2 separate regions of the Gossypium hirsutum genome follow, and region 1 is linked to region 2. A link is a contact called in public Hi-C data. All regions are on one chromosome and are shown on one strand. Each heading gives the region's core, a stretch centred on a gene start, on an enhancer-like site or on the middle of the called end of the contact. The rest is flanking DNA. Distances are from core to core; before and after follow the strand shown. Region 1 holds the start of LOC107901960 (arogenate dehydratase/prephenate dehydratase 1, chloroplastic). Region 2 has its middle 28 kb from the start of LOC107901959.

Region 1 (6,577 bases), core at 2,962-5,461, 82 kb before region 2:
ACATGCCATTTTGAACAGTTTACTTAAGCTGACATCAAGTTCCTATAAAATGAGAACAGAGATGGATCCAAACAAGATAAAGATGTGAAAATAGAAACTTCAACATGTATGACCTTGGCACAAAAACATGGATTCCAAGTGCTTCTGGTAGGAAAATATGACCATTACATGTTACAGATGTAATAAAAGAGTGTGAGACAACTGACCTGTAAATGTTCCAAAGCATTTTGAGCACGTTGTTCTGCCATAGAAGCTTCAAAGTCGATGTAAAAAAGATAGTCGAAGTACCTGGCACCACACATCAACCAGATCAATAGTTTTAATTTTACTTTTTTGTTTGTTATGATAATCTCCATGTCAAATGTATTATTATGCCCTGATTTTTCATTTCAAGGTAGTGCTGTTAACATCTTTCTTTTGATCTTGTTTAACCATTCATATTTATTAGGCTGCGACACCTCGGAAAATAGTGGAATATTACCCACTGCTCGTCAGATGTATATTAATTTACTAAGATCCAGTTTACAATGGTAGATATCAATGAATATAAAAACTTACTTGGCACTCCCTTTGTTAGAATCGTCGACCACCCTTAGAGGACGCCCTTTTTGTGGTCGAGACTCTATCTGAAAATTGATCCAAGAGGCAACATAACAATCAAAGTCTCCTCACATTACAATACAAGACAAAGATGAACACTTTGTTATAATTACCTTTGACAAATTAATACCCCTTAGGGAGAACACAGCCAAAGCTTTAAATAGCATGCCAGGACCTTCTTCTAGAGTAAAAACTATGCTGGTCTGCAAAGTGAAAGATTATCAACAAAAAGGAAACATTGATTCATCAAATAAAATAGAAGTGGCTAAGTTCAAGGAGTTATACCTTATAAAGCCTGTCAGTTCCAGGAATTATGGGTTCTCTTGTGAGTACCAAATACCTGGTAACATTATCATCCTCGTCCTGATGCATTATACCAAACCAAATTGGCTTTGTCAGAAAAATAAAATAAATAAGAGGAAATGCTATTTTACACAAGCCTCAAACATAGGAATCTATTCCAAGCCTATGATACCGAAACCAATTCATTGTTATGAAGCCAGCATTCGTCTTCTTCAATAATCTATGTGACACTAAAGAGGGGCAACAAAAATGAAGGTTTGACCTGGACTTTTTCTGCAAGAATGTCAAGCCCATATAATGCAGCGGCTCTAGCACTTGCTATTGCACCCATATCCCTTCTTCCACTCGAAGCAACTATCTGTTCAAGTATCTTAGTATGTAGAACATCATGAAAAATAAAACAAGAAATGACAAATTAGTATGAGGTCGTCTTCAAATGTACCTTAGCTGCACCAGCAGAATCATCAGCACTGACTCTAACAATGCCCATTTTGGTAAGTGCCATCTCACATTGAGCAAGTGCCTGAAAAAGAGCAACACTAAGACTTCAAGAATCTGAATCCCCAACTTCAACATGAAGTTTGCATATTTGATAAAGTAAATTCCTAAGTGATCTAATACATTTTTTACCAGTATATCCTGAAAGATAAGGTAACTTCCGGAACAAACAAAAAACTAAAACAATATTGGATTATGAACGTAATTAACCTGGGGATGGCTTAAAACACGTTTCACTTCCTGCTTTTCAACACCAGGCAATGCCAAGAGGCAATGGTTAACAACCAACAGTACCTCCCTCACGATGTGTAGCCTATGCCGGAGGAGTAAATCATAATTACGGTGTAGACTACCACCGACAGAATTCTCAATGGGGAGAACTGCCTTATCCACCAACCAAAGTTCAACTGCCTGTTAAAAGAACAAAACAATATAACCGAGAAAATTTCAGCATAGGTTCATGCAGTAAAAAAATACCACTAAAGTACTTATCATCCGAACATTGAATGCTGCTTCAAATTGGTCACATGGCACAGTCTCACAATTAGGGTATGCTTTAAGGGCAGCATCCTCGCCATAGGCACCTGAGATTCCCTAAAATAAGTAATAGCCGACATAAGTATAGCAAGAAACACGTTGGACATTCCATCAAAGAATAAATAAGTTTCAGACCTGAAAAGCAACCCGCAAGTTTGAACCATCATCAGGAAATGGAGATAGATCGGTTTTGGACAGCGGTTCTACAAAACAGTTACATATTCAATCTTAGAAATTGCATTGACCAAAACCCTGTAACGGTCCAAGTTATTAAAGATAAGACACAATACCTTATAAAAGAATAATACAAGAAAATTGGAAATAAATTTATAGAGCACGTCCACGATCAATGAAATCACTAGATCATTCAAGTACACGGTCCAACCTAATTAAATTACATCTGAATAGGAAAGATATTCATTGTATCCAAGTATGAATTAATCCTGTCCTAGATCACGTAACGGTTATACTCCTTTATCCGTACACATGCGGAGTGAGTACATTTGGGAGTCATTCAAACCTTGAACAACTCAAGTTCATCCACGTGAGAGTCCTATCCCATCCCATTGGGTTGACATTACGCATGATACTCAAAAGTTCCAAAAAAGAATATTCCTCCTACTCATAACTACACATGTTAGCAGAAGATGTTGTTCGTAAAAGTAAGCGATGCATGATTCAGTGCAAAATTTTTATGTCCGGCTTCAAACAAACATAACTAAAGATCATAAGCATCAAAAGCCATCAACAAAGTAAATCTCAACTGCCAAGCTAGGAATCTCATTTTGTATTTACTTTCTTGCTAAACCAACGGTTCCATGGGACCGAATAGTCCAAAATAGTTCCAAGCAGGAGACAATAGCAGCCATCTTCTATCTTTACATAGCTACATAACCTTGAAGCACATTCAAACAACTGACATTGAATATAATTGGCCTCATAAATGTAATTCTACATATCAAATGAAACATCATTTATCCTAACGAATGTTCCAACTGTCCTTTATTCAAACTCATTCAAAGTAGAACCTTTCATTTAGCTATAAACACTAGAACAACAAATGGACCCATCTACATTGCCCTTCAACATATTTTAGGATTCTTTTCAACCTCAATCAAAATATTTGCATCAAAAATAAAAAATGAAATGAACATTATTTCCATCTATAATTTCATTAATGCTAATTTATAGAACAAAGCATAGCTTCCATCACATCTAAAATTCATTCAACAACTCAATTAAATTATAGGAAGAGAATTATAAAAAAAAAATTAAAACCCAATATTAGTTGAAAGTACTAGAACCGAGTTAGATTACTAGGAAGAAGATTCAAGTCCTTGTGAAACCCCCTTGAGATTGTGTTCCCATCGTTATCAATCTTCCCAGTGGGAGATGTCTTGGCCCCAGGCTTCTCGTCTTCAACAAGACAAATAGCACTTTGTGCTGAAGCACCCAAAGCACAGCATTCCAATCTAATAGGCCTCAAATCCAACACAATCCTACCTCGGCTATACCCCAAAGCTGGTATCTCAAGAAGAGACTGAGGCTTTTGAGAACAAAAGAAGATCGGAACACACTTCAAAGCCATCAAAAAATACAAGAAATCTCAAAAACCAAATAACACACAATGCCAATGTCCTGCTATTTTTCTATCAAAAAAACAAGAAAAGGCCAAAACTTCAACCTCTCAATGAGTGAAAAAAAGAATCAAGTTTGGTGGTGCGGTGTTGTTGGTGAAACAGAATGAGAGGCAACTTGAAAGGAGAATGCAGGTTAAGTATGAATGGACCCCATAACACAAAACTACTCAAAAAAGAAAAGCCCAAACTATTTTTTTCTCCCCTTCTTTTCAACTGAGAAATCAAACAAATGTTACTGGTAATTCAAAGAACTTGGGTAGACTAGAAAAAGAAGAGGGTAGTTGGGAAAGGAAAGTTGGCCACACGTTTCCTTAGATTAGAGGGTGTTTGACGTCAAAGAAGGAAAGGAAAAAAAACAAAGGTGAAGCCAAGCAATCCAATGAGAATCCAATCTTCAAGAGTGAAACCTGGGTCCTGGGAACAACTATATCACCACCAAACCTTCCATATATGATATTAAATAGAGGAGAATAGGCAGCGTATAATCAGGGAATGGTTTTGGAAACCTGGAAATGGCCTTCCAAATTTCACAATAATGGCTGAGCTGACTTAAACATAACATTAAATTGTATTGGGGAAGAAAATAAATATTAGATAGTATATTCTTCCAAATGTTTTCTGTAGCGTTATCAAAATCCAGTTCAGGCGTTACTAAAGTTATTTAAATAAAATATCTCAATTTTGGACTTTTTTTTTAAGAAATCTTATCCCTTGTACTTTTTTTTATTCATATAAAATTGTAGCCTATTTTCACTTTTAAATAAAAGATAAGGAACTCAAATTCATATTCTCTTGTTTCGATAAATTTTAGTATTTTTTAGGTGAATTGTCAAATTGAACTGGAACTCTCAATTTTCTATTTAAAATATTTTTTGATCTAAAAAAAAAGTTTTTGTATTATAAGTTAATTTATATTTTGGTCTTTTATTCAAAAGTAAATAAATTAGAGTAAATTGGTTCATTTTTTTAAAATATCTCTCTATTTTTATTATAAAAAATTAGTTTATATATGTCAACATGAGGTGCATGTGGCATACAATGTATAATTGTTTAGTTATTTCATTAGTCAAGTCAGTTTTTAATAGTAAAAATATATGTTCTTTAATAAAAATGATCAGTTTGCTTTTTTATTTAACTACAAGAACTAATTTAAATTAGGTTTGATCATGGATCGGGCCATTTGCCTAGACCTGAAAACCCGCTCGAAAAAGTGGGAGAGTTTGGACAAAAATATAGATCCGAAAAATGAACTTGGACAAAAAATAACACCCGTTTTCGAAATGGGTTGGACCTAAGGTAAGATTTTTTTGCCTGGACTTAATCCAGAAAAAAATTTCTATTGCTGTTTGTTGTCATTTTGCTTTGTTTTGCTACTATTTTGTTATTACATTGCTACTATTTTGTTATTATTGTTTGGAAATTGTATAACTCTTATTTTATTGTTAATTTTGTTACTATTTTAAAGGCATTTGCTTGCTAAGTTGTAACTGTCTTAGTATTATTTAAGTATAAAGATTTTTTTAATGTATTTTCAATTTATTGGGAAATATTTATTTTAATGTTTTTAGTATATTTGATGTATTGTATTTTTTAAATTTATTTTTATATAAAAAATAATATAAAAATTTTCAATATGGGCAGGCCAGGTGGGCTCGGGTTTAGTATTTTTTTATCTGGGTCAAGTTTGAGCAAAATTTTAGGTCTATTTTTTGAGTCAAACTTGAGTATAAAATTTGACATCGACCTGGCCCATGATCAAATCTAATTTAAAATTACTCATTTTTTTAATGAGATACAATTTAATTCTTGATATAGGAACTTTTATGATACTTTTATCCAATTTTTTAATATATCTTATTTATTAATTAAAATCAATAATATAGTACATAATCAAGTTGTGAATGTCGTACAACAAAGGATTATCTGTATTTAGTAAGGTGATGGACCATACACTATTACTAGATTGGCACCTAAAACAAAAAGCTACAAACTCAAAACGAGGCACTAGGGCCTTTACAGCAGACATCCATTTCAGTTCTTCTAAGCTTTGTAACATTGTTGGCTGAGTGAGTCACTTTCAATTTAACATTCTGATGACTAGACTTGATTACCACCAGGTTGGGTCGATTTTTAGATTTGAGTTCCATTTAGCTTCAAAAATCTAAAATTCGAACTTGACTTGAAATTGAAATACATTAAATAACACTAATATATTTCTAATTTAGCAAGTAAATGGATTTAAAATAATAGTAAAATTAACCATAAAATAAGACTTATATAATATCCAAACAATAATAATAAAATAATAGTAATATAATAGTAAAACAACAACAACAAAGTTTAAGCTGATCCATGTCGGAGACCAAAAAGTCTTACTGAGACTCGACCCGTTTAGAAAACGAATATTATTGTTTTTCATAGCCCAATTTTTTGACCTATATATATTTTTGTTCAAACCCTTTTATTTTTTAAGTAGATTTTCGAGCCTGGACGAATGACCCAGGTTGGGTTTTAAATTCATGGTTTAATAATTTTAAAAATCTCTTTTGTATTTTAGTTTCTTCATTTTTTCTTATTCTTTTCATTTTTACTTTTCATTAAGCTTTTCGATATCTGTTTTCTATCTCCAGGTTGATATACACTTTGTAATTTTCATTTTTTTTCAGCTTTATTTTAAAAGTATTTGACATAACATATTATTAGAATTAAATTAAATTATTTTTAACCAAATAAGTAAAAATTAATTTGATAACCTTTAATATATTTTCAAGTGTTACAAATTTAAGCCCTAGAAAAAATGGATGAACGCTCTATTGAAGAACAAGATCACTTGGAACGTAGCACCAAGAAGATTAAGGCAATAGATCTTTTTTCTACACCGCCGTCTCGATCTTATAAGGATTCTCTATTGAAGCCACTGGTATCTAATGATTTATTCTAAGGAGTCATCTCAGTGGAAGAGGATGATGATGACTCGAATTTAGATATGGAGGAGCTCT
Region 2 (6,691 bases), core at 387-2,886:
TTTGAAGCGTCCATCTTAATTTGGTTTGGTTCTTGATTTTTTCATGTTAATTTTTTGTTTTGAAATTTCTAAACTTTCTTCAAGAAATTTTAAATTATTTTCATTATTTTAAATATAAAATATTTAATTTTATATAATTATAATTATAATTAATCATTTATGAAAAAAAATGGAATTCAATTTGGTTTCATGTTAACGCGATTTTTAAACTTGTATTCCATAAATCATCCAAATACATTGATTCAAATAATTGAGTTTGATCAAATAATGAAAAGAATAATTGCATATTTAAATTTTTTTTATTTTTATATCATTGTTTAGTTAGATACAGGGATAAAAAAAAGATTTAAGTGAATAATTGAATAATATTTAAAGAAGATATTTTTTCTCATAAAAAAATAAACATATTTAAAATTATTAATTAATAATTGTTTTTAAAAAATTATATTATTTTTATATATTGTCTAGTAATTTATGTATATTATAATCAACGTGAAATTCTAGCTTTAGCAGCTAAACTAGTCCTCCAAGGCTAAGATTTAAGCCATGGTAGAAGCAAAATAATGAATACTTTAGAATCGGATACTCATATCTATTCCGAACCCATAACGAATAGTAAATTTTGTTATACAAAACACTTTAGTAAATAAATATTAAATATAAGATTTGAATAAATAATATAAGCAAATATTTATATTGATGTAAAAACATAAGATCTAAACAAAATAAATTAAATAAATATTTATATTATATTTATTTAAAACATCATATCTGAAAATAATTTAATAAATAAGATCTTGAAAAATTAGAAATCAAATAAGGTACTTGGAGAAACGTTGGTCATCTGTCTCCTAGTATGCAACAACAAAATAATCGTGGCAGTAGTACCTCTGCAGTGATCAACGAACAAACCTTACCTTCTTCTATCACTGAAACATTTGAAAATTTGGAAAGAAAAAGAAAAGAATTTTGTTCTGTGTCTCTAAAGAATTTTGCAGTATTCTTTAAGTTTTTATAGGCATTCAGAGGAATTTTGGAATTTTTTATGAATAAAGATACAAATCTGTATTAAATGAGTCTTTAAATGAATTTGAATAAAATTAAATCAAGATGAGATATTTGTCTTTTTAAAACAGATTTTGCAGGTCTAGAAGGTCGTGTCGCCCATGTCACGCGGGTGCACCCGCCAACCCCGATGGACTTGCACTCCTCTTGCACACAAAAGAGAACATTAGTTTAATCATTCAATAATCACCAAGTTGGTTTATATATATATACAAGTTCCACGCTTGATTCACAATCAACGTGGGACTAATATTTTTTTATTTTCCTCAACATAATTCACAAGTAACTTACTTTAAGTATTAATTTTGAGCGTATGATCCGTTGTAAATATCTTATGGGGTAGAATATAAAATCATAATTTTATGATTTAAAATTCCTCATTTATCAATTGAAAATATGTCGTAAAAAAATTTTAAAAATCATATTTTTCCAACATATTTAAATTTAAATAAAATAATAAAATTCAGGATCTAAATTATCATTCAAACAATTATTTTAGGCATTGGAGTTGAATGATAATGACAGCTAAACCTTGAAAATGGAGAATGGAACCGCCTACTTTCCTTGAAAATGAAGGCAGAAAATAACAAATTTGGTGGCCTATTCATGCACTGCACAAAACAGAAAACAATGTGTTCATTGATCTAAATATTATAAACAAAATAATTTTTTATTACTTTGATAAATAATAGAAAAGCCGACAATCACATTCAACTAACCTACATATAGGTGATGGCTTCATACGTGTTGAGAGATTAGGTTTTTCTTCAATTTTCTTTCTTTGTTTTCATAAGAAGGGTACCATTCCAAGATGTTTAGGTGAAAATTGGAGGAAAATCAGGGCAAATAACCAAAAAAGGCCGTTTTTTTCAAAATTTATCGAAATGAGACGGTTTTTTAATTATTTATCGGAATGGGCCATTTTCCGTGAAATCGCGTCCACGTCAGCGCGATGTCAGGGTACGCGCAGAAAATCGCGTCCACGTCAGCGCGATTTGCTGACGTGGAAGGAAATCGCGCCCTCTAGGACGCGATTTGCTGACGTGGCATGAACAGTGTGTTTTTAGCTTGGAAAACTTTGAAAGGCCATAACTTTTGGCTCGGTTGTCCGATTGAGACAATTTTTTTTTTGATTTCGAATAAATTTTCGAGATCTACGCGCTAGAAAACTGCTTAGAGATGAATAGGGACTAATTTGTAAAGTATAATTTGTTAGTTATGAGTATAGGGACTAAAGTGTAATTATTTCAAATTTAGCACAAAATTTTTGTATTTAAGAATATTTGAATGTTATGGAAGGATGAATTTGAATTTGAATTGAAAAACGAAGCTTAGATTTGAAAATATGACTATTTAGGTTTTAGGGACTAAATTGAATAAAATGGAAAATTTTAGGGAACTTCTCAAAAGTGGAATGAGCTGACTTATACCTATAACAGGATGATATAAGACAATTCTGTAAAAAAAGATCCGGTGTTTACTTCAAATAAATGAGGAAAATAATGATTTGAATGTTTCAAAATTCAATTTTAAACCGAAAAAATCAAAATTTAGGGGCAAAAAAGGATCTTTTTTGACGAAAACTTCGGCAAACCGCCATCGGCTGTTTGCCACTCGTAGATCTCGAAAATTTATTCGAAATAAAAAAAATCGTCTCAATCGGACAACCAAGCCAAAAGTTATGGCCTTTCAAAGTTTTCCAAGCTAAAAACACACTGTTCATGCCACGTCAGCAAATCGCATCCTAGAGGGAGCGATTTCCTTCCACATCAGCAAATCGCGCTAACGTGGACGCGATTTCTTGCGCGTACCCTGACATCGCGCTGGCGTGGACACGATTTCGAGGAAAATGGCCCATTCCGGTAAATAATTAAAAAACTGGCCCATTTCGGTAAATTTTGAAAAAAGCCGGCCTTTTTTGGTTATTTGCCCGGAAAATCATACACTTTTTGGGACTAACCAATCTTTTAGTTTTTTTAACAAAATTATAAATTTGATGTAATTATTTGTATTGACATAGAGGGACTAATTCAAGCAATCAGATAATGACACATCATCACTTAGTAGTAAAAATAGATGATTTTTTTAATATAATAATTGATTTACTCTTTCCTCTTTCATCTAACGTATAAGACTAATATGCTCATTTTTTTAATAGAAGAGGCAAACCGTAATTCAATTCCTAATACAAAGACCTTTAAAATACTTTTACCTAGATTATACCTAACAATAAATAGAATGTCCATTCTACCAAGTTTTGAATAAGATATTTTTGTTACTTTGGTAAGTCCAATCTAATTCAATTCAAATTAAATAAATATAAATATTATTTATAACATTATTCAATTTTGAGTGGAAATAAGAAAGGGTAAATTACACCGTTCATCACTAAATTATGGGTAAATTTTTATTTTGGTCTCTTAACTAAAAAAAGTTATAATTGGGTCACTTAACTATTCAAAGTTTTAGTTTAAGCCACTAAACCGTTAAGTTTTTATTTTTTAAAGTTCTGTCAGCAAGCTCCAAGTGACGATTCGACGATCGATATAATGGATTAATACCCATCGACAAGTAGAAGAACATACCTTAGATCCAAGTTGATCTGACGATTAATGACGGAGTTGGAAAAAAAGTTGTTTAAATCTTGGTTCGTAAATTTGTGACATCTAAAGCTGTTTCATAAAAAAAAAGTGAACTATAGAAGAGAAGAGGGAAGAGAGCTTTCGATTGGTGCAAGTAATATGAATAGAGAAAGTCATATAGCATCAATTTTAAAAGCCAATAACTTAAATGAAAACTTTTGAATATTTAACTAAAATGTAACCTGTTTTTGTTAAATAAACCCAAAATTTAGTGGCTAAGTTCATAAGAAATCATTTTGAAATGGGATTGCGATTGGGGCTGGCCAGACCCACGTGCATGTATTGAAGAGGGATTTTTTCCATTTCCAGTTTTGAGAATTTTGATATTGTTGGGCCTAGTCTAGGCCTGTTTCCCTAAATTCTAATGATATATATTCTTCCATATTCTACAAAATAGTTAAAATTTAATTCCAAATAATATGATAAATCAAAATTAATTTATGTGACAAAATTGGAATTTTTTAAATGATGTACACTTTATTTATTATTAAAGCACTTTTTAACTTGAGTTTAAATAAAAAAAATTTTGGTAAACAAACAGCTTTTCAAATCAAACCTTGATTTTAAATTAAAATTTTAATCCGAACTAAAAAAAAGTCAAAATTTTTAGTTTTTGAAAAATTATTTCTCCATGAAGTTACATTTTTATCTCTCATTAAATCTTTCATTTTACAACATCATATTTAAAATTGTCATTTTATATTTTCAAAAACACATTTTTGTTAGCAATGATAAACACTATCAAATTTTCTAATGCACTTTTTACAAATTATTTTTCACATAAATTTTCAATAACATTTTTTAACCTCAATAGTGAACTAGTCCCAACTCAAATATTCAAGACAAAAAAAAGTTTTAAAAAACTGTAAAAAGAAGAAGAAGAAACATAGGCCTAATTATCTCTTAATTTTTTATTCCTTGAACTTTTGAAATAGTTTCAATTTCAAAAAGTAGAATGCCCCATATTCAAATTTAACATAAATCTACTAAGAATTATACTAATTTAATTTTAATTTTTAAATTCAAACAAGTAAAAAGATTAAATTTTAAAATTTTCAAAATGTATAATAAATGATGGCAAAATTAAACTTTTGAATTAAACCAAAATTTTTTTTATATTTATTTTATTAATATTTTTTATTACTAAGGTTACAGTTCACTTAATTAGACTTTTAAATTCATATTAGGTTCCAATTATTATCATTTTAGATTTATCATCACTTAATTATTATTATTATTATAATTAATTGGAATTAATATTTAACACTAGATTCATTAATAAAGTATTTTTATTCAATTAGTAACTAAATAAGTATTCAAAATTTTAATTTTGGTATTATTTAATATTTCATTTTTCAATCCAAGAAAAATCCAATTTTCATTATTATTTTATATGCTGGGTTAAAGTGTTTGATACTTTTATTTAATAGTATTTATTACGAATGTTTTTTTATTCCTGTGTTTTTGTTTCCATTACAGTAAAAAACTCATATTTCATTATTATTTGGTGCTTCATACTTTTATTATTATATCATCTTTAATAATACTTATAAAAATTATGAATTTTTTTGGCATAATATTTTGAAATATTATGTCTATCACCTAATAATTATTTTTATTATGGCAAATTATAAGGAGATTATTAATATAATTTTTTATTTAAAAAGAAAACATCACAGTAAACAAATTATTTGTTTTATCGTACACCACTCAACAAAGTTTGTCAAAGACTTTCCATTCAATATTCATTCTCATGGCAAGGTTGGCTATACCTTCTGCTATTCTGTTCTTTTGTTTTGATACATGTACCACTCGAAATTTCTCTATCCGTTCAAATAAATCATTTACTCTCTCCCTTGACAAATTTTGGTCTCGGGTATGACCGCTCATTAGGTTAACTGTCTTTATACAGTACATCTCTAAGACAATCTTCTTTAACTCCCTTCTCTCACGCTAGCTTAACTCCCTCAAAAGCCCCCCACAACTCACCTTCTAACACCCGGCAAATTCCTATTTTACGGAAAAACCCCATAGCCAATGTCCCCCATTGTCCCTGGCCACTCCCCCTACTGCAGCAACAAACGAGCCAACTCCCACTGCTGCATCAGTATTTACCTTTATCCACTCTCCTTCCGGCACCTCCCATCGTATCCCCACTTCTCCCCTGCTTATGCTATCCAAACCCTTTCGAAATAAACATCCAGCAGTACCAACCTTATCCGCAAGTCGCAAACACCACCGCAGAAATCCTTCTTTCTCTTCAAAGTTAGGATAAAAAGCCCTTTTGTTTCGCCAACTCCATAGGCCCCAACAAATAATCCCAAAAATCACATCCCAATTATGTTAATGAGCATCCCAAAAATCCGGTCTAGATATGTTAATGAGTATCCAATCTTTGAAGCTCAAAGACATGAATTCAGTAAGTTTCGAAGGTTGAGTAACAATCGACCAAGTTGTAACAGCCCTAAAACAAAGCCTCAACACATAATCCATGTCTTCCACCCTACATCCACAACCGTTGCAAACTTGCCTCCTCTGCCATATATCTCCGCACTCTTTCTGCATTTGTGAGGAGTCCGTCATACAATACTAGCCATAGGAAAGATCTCACCCTTTGTGGTACTTTTAGCCTCCATGCCGCCTTCAACGGAAAGTCATTTACCATCATTCAATCTTTGAGATTATTAATATTGATAAAATTTAATCAATGATATTTGTATTTTTTAAATTTAATTTCCATCCAAAGTATTTTTAATAATTTAATTAGTTTTTATATTTTAACGGATGATAATACATTTTATTTTTCATTATATTTTTAAATTATCATTAGAAAAAAATTTATCAATATATTATTAATTATAATGTGATCTAACAAAAGTAGTATTAATTAACTATTAACTAACATGATAATATATTAATGTGAAATTAATTAATTTTTAAAATATTTTTAAAAGTTCTATCAAAGTAATAATATCATAAAATTA

Evidence for each region. Hi-C and Micro-C count contacts between places; a contact is called where the count stands out from the background.
Region 1: a contact with region 2 is called in a Hi-C map of hypocotyl, with 5 times the contacts expected there. The contact joins the promoter of LOC107901960 here to the enhancer-like site in region 2. A contact is called at or near these places in 15 of 34 Hi-C or Micro-C datasets (anther, callus, cotyledon and 3 more).

The regions. Positions count from the first base shown.
Region 1 is chrD06:56,767,506-56,774,082 of Gossypium_hirsutum_v2.1, reverse strand. It overlaps LOC107901960 (arogenate dehydratase/prephenate dehydratase 1, chloroplastic), which reads right to left and starts at 4,211. Exons shown (of 11, transcript XM_016828155.2): 1 at 3,256-4,211; 2 at 2,074-2,141; 3 at 1,903-1,995; 4 at 1,612-1,812; 5 at 1,346-1,426; 6 at 1,166-1,261; 7 at 886-963; 8 at 714-803; 9 at 559-626; 10 at 207-288. The coding sequence starts at 3,526.
Region 2 is chrD06:56,683,221-56,689,911 of Gossypium_hirsutum_v2.1, reverse strand. No RefSeq gene overlaps it. Among protein-coding and RNA genes, the nearest start is that of LOC107901959, 28 kb to the right of the region's middle. Within about 2 kb of position 1,636, at least 3 of the 9 cell types and tissues checked have an H3K27ac peak or open chromatin away from gene starts, as enhancers often do. A contact at or near this core is called in hypocotyl and leaf, where this site is marked.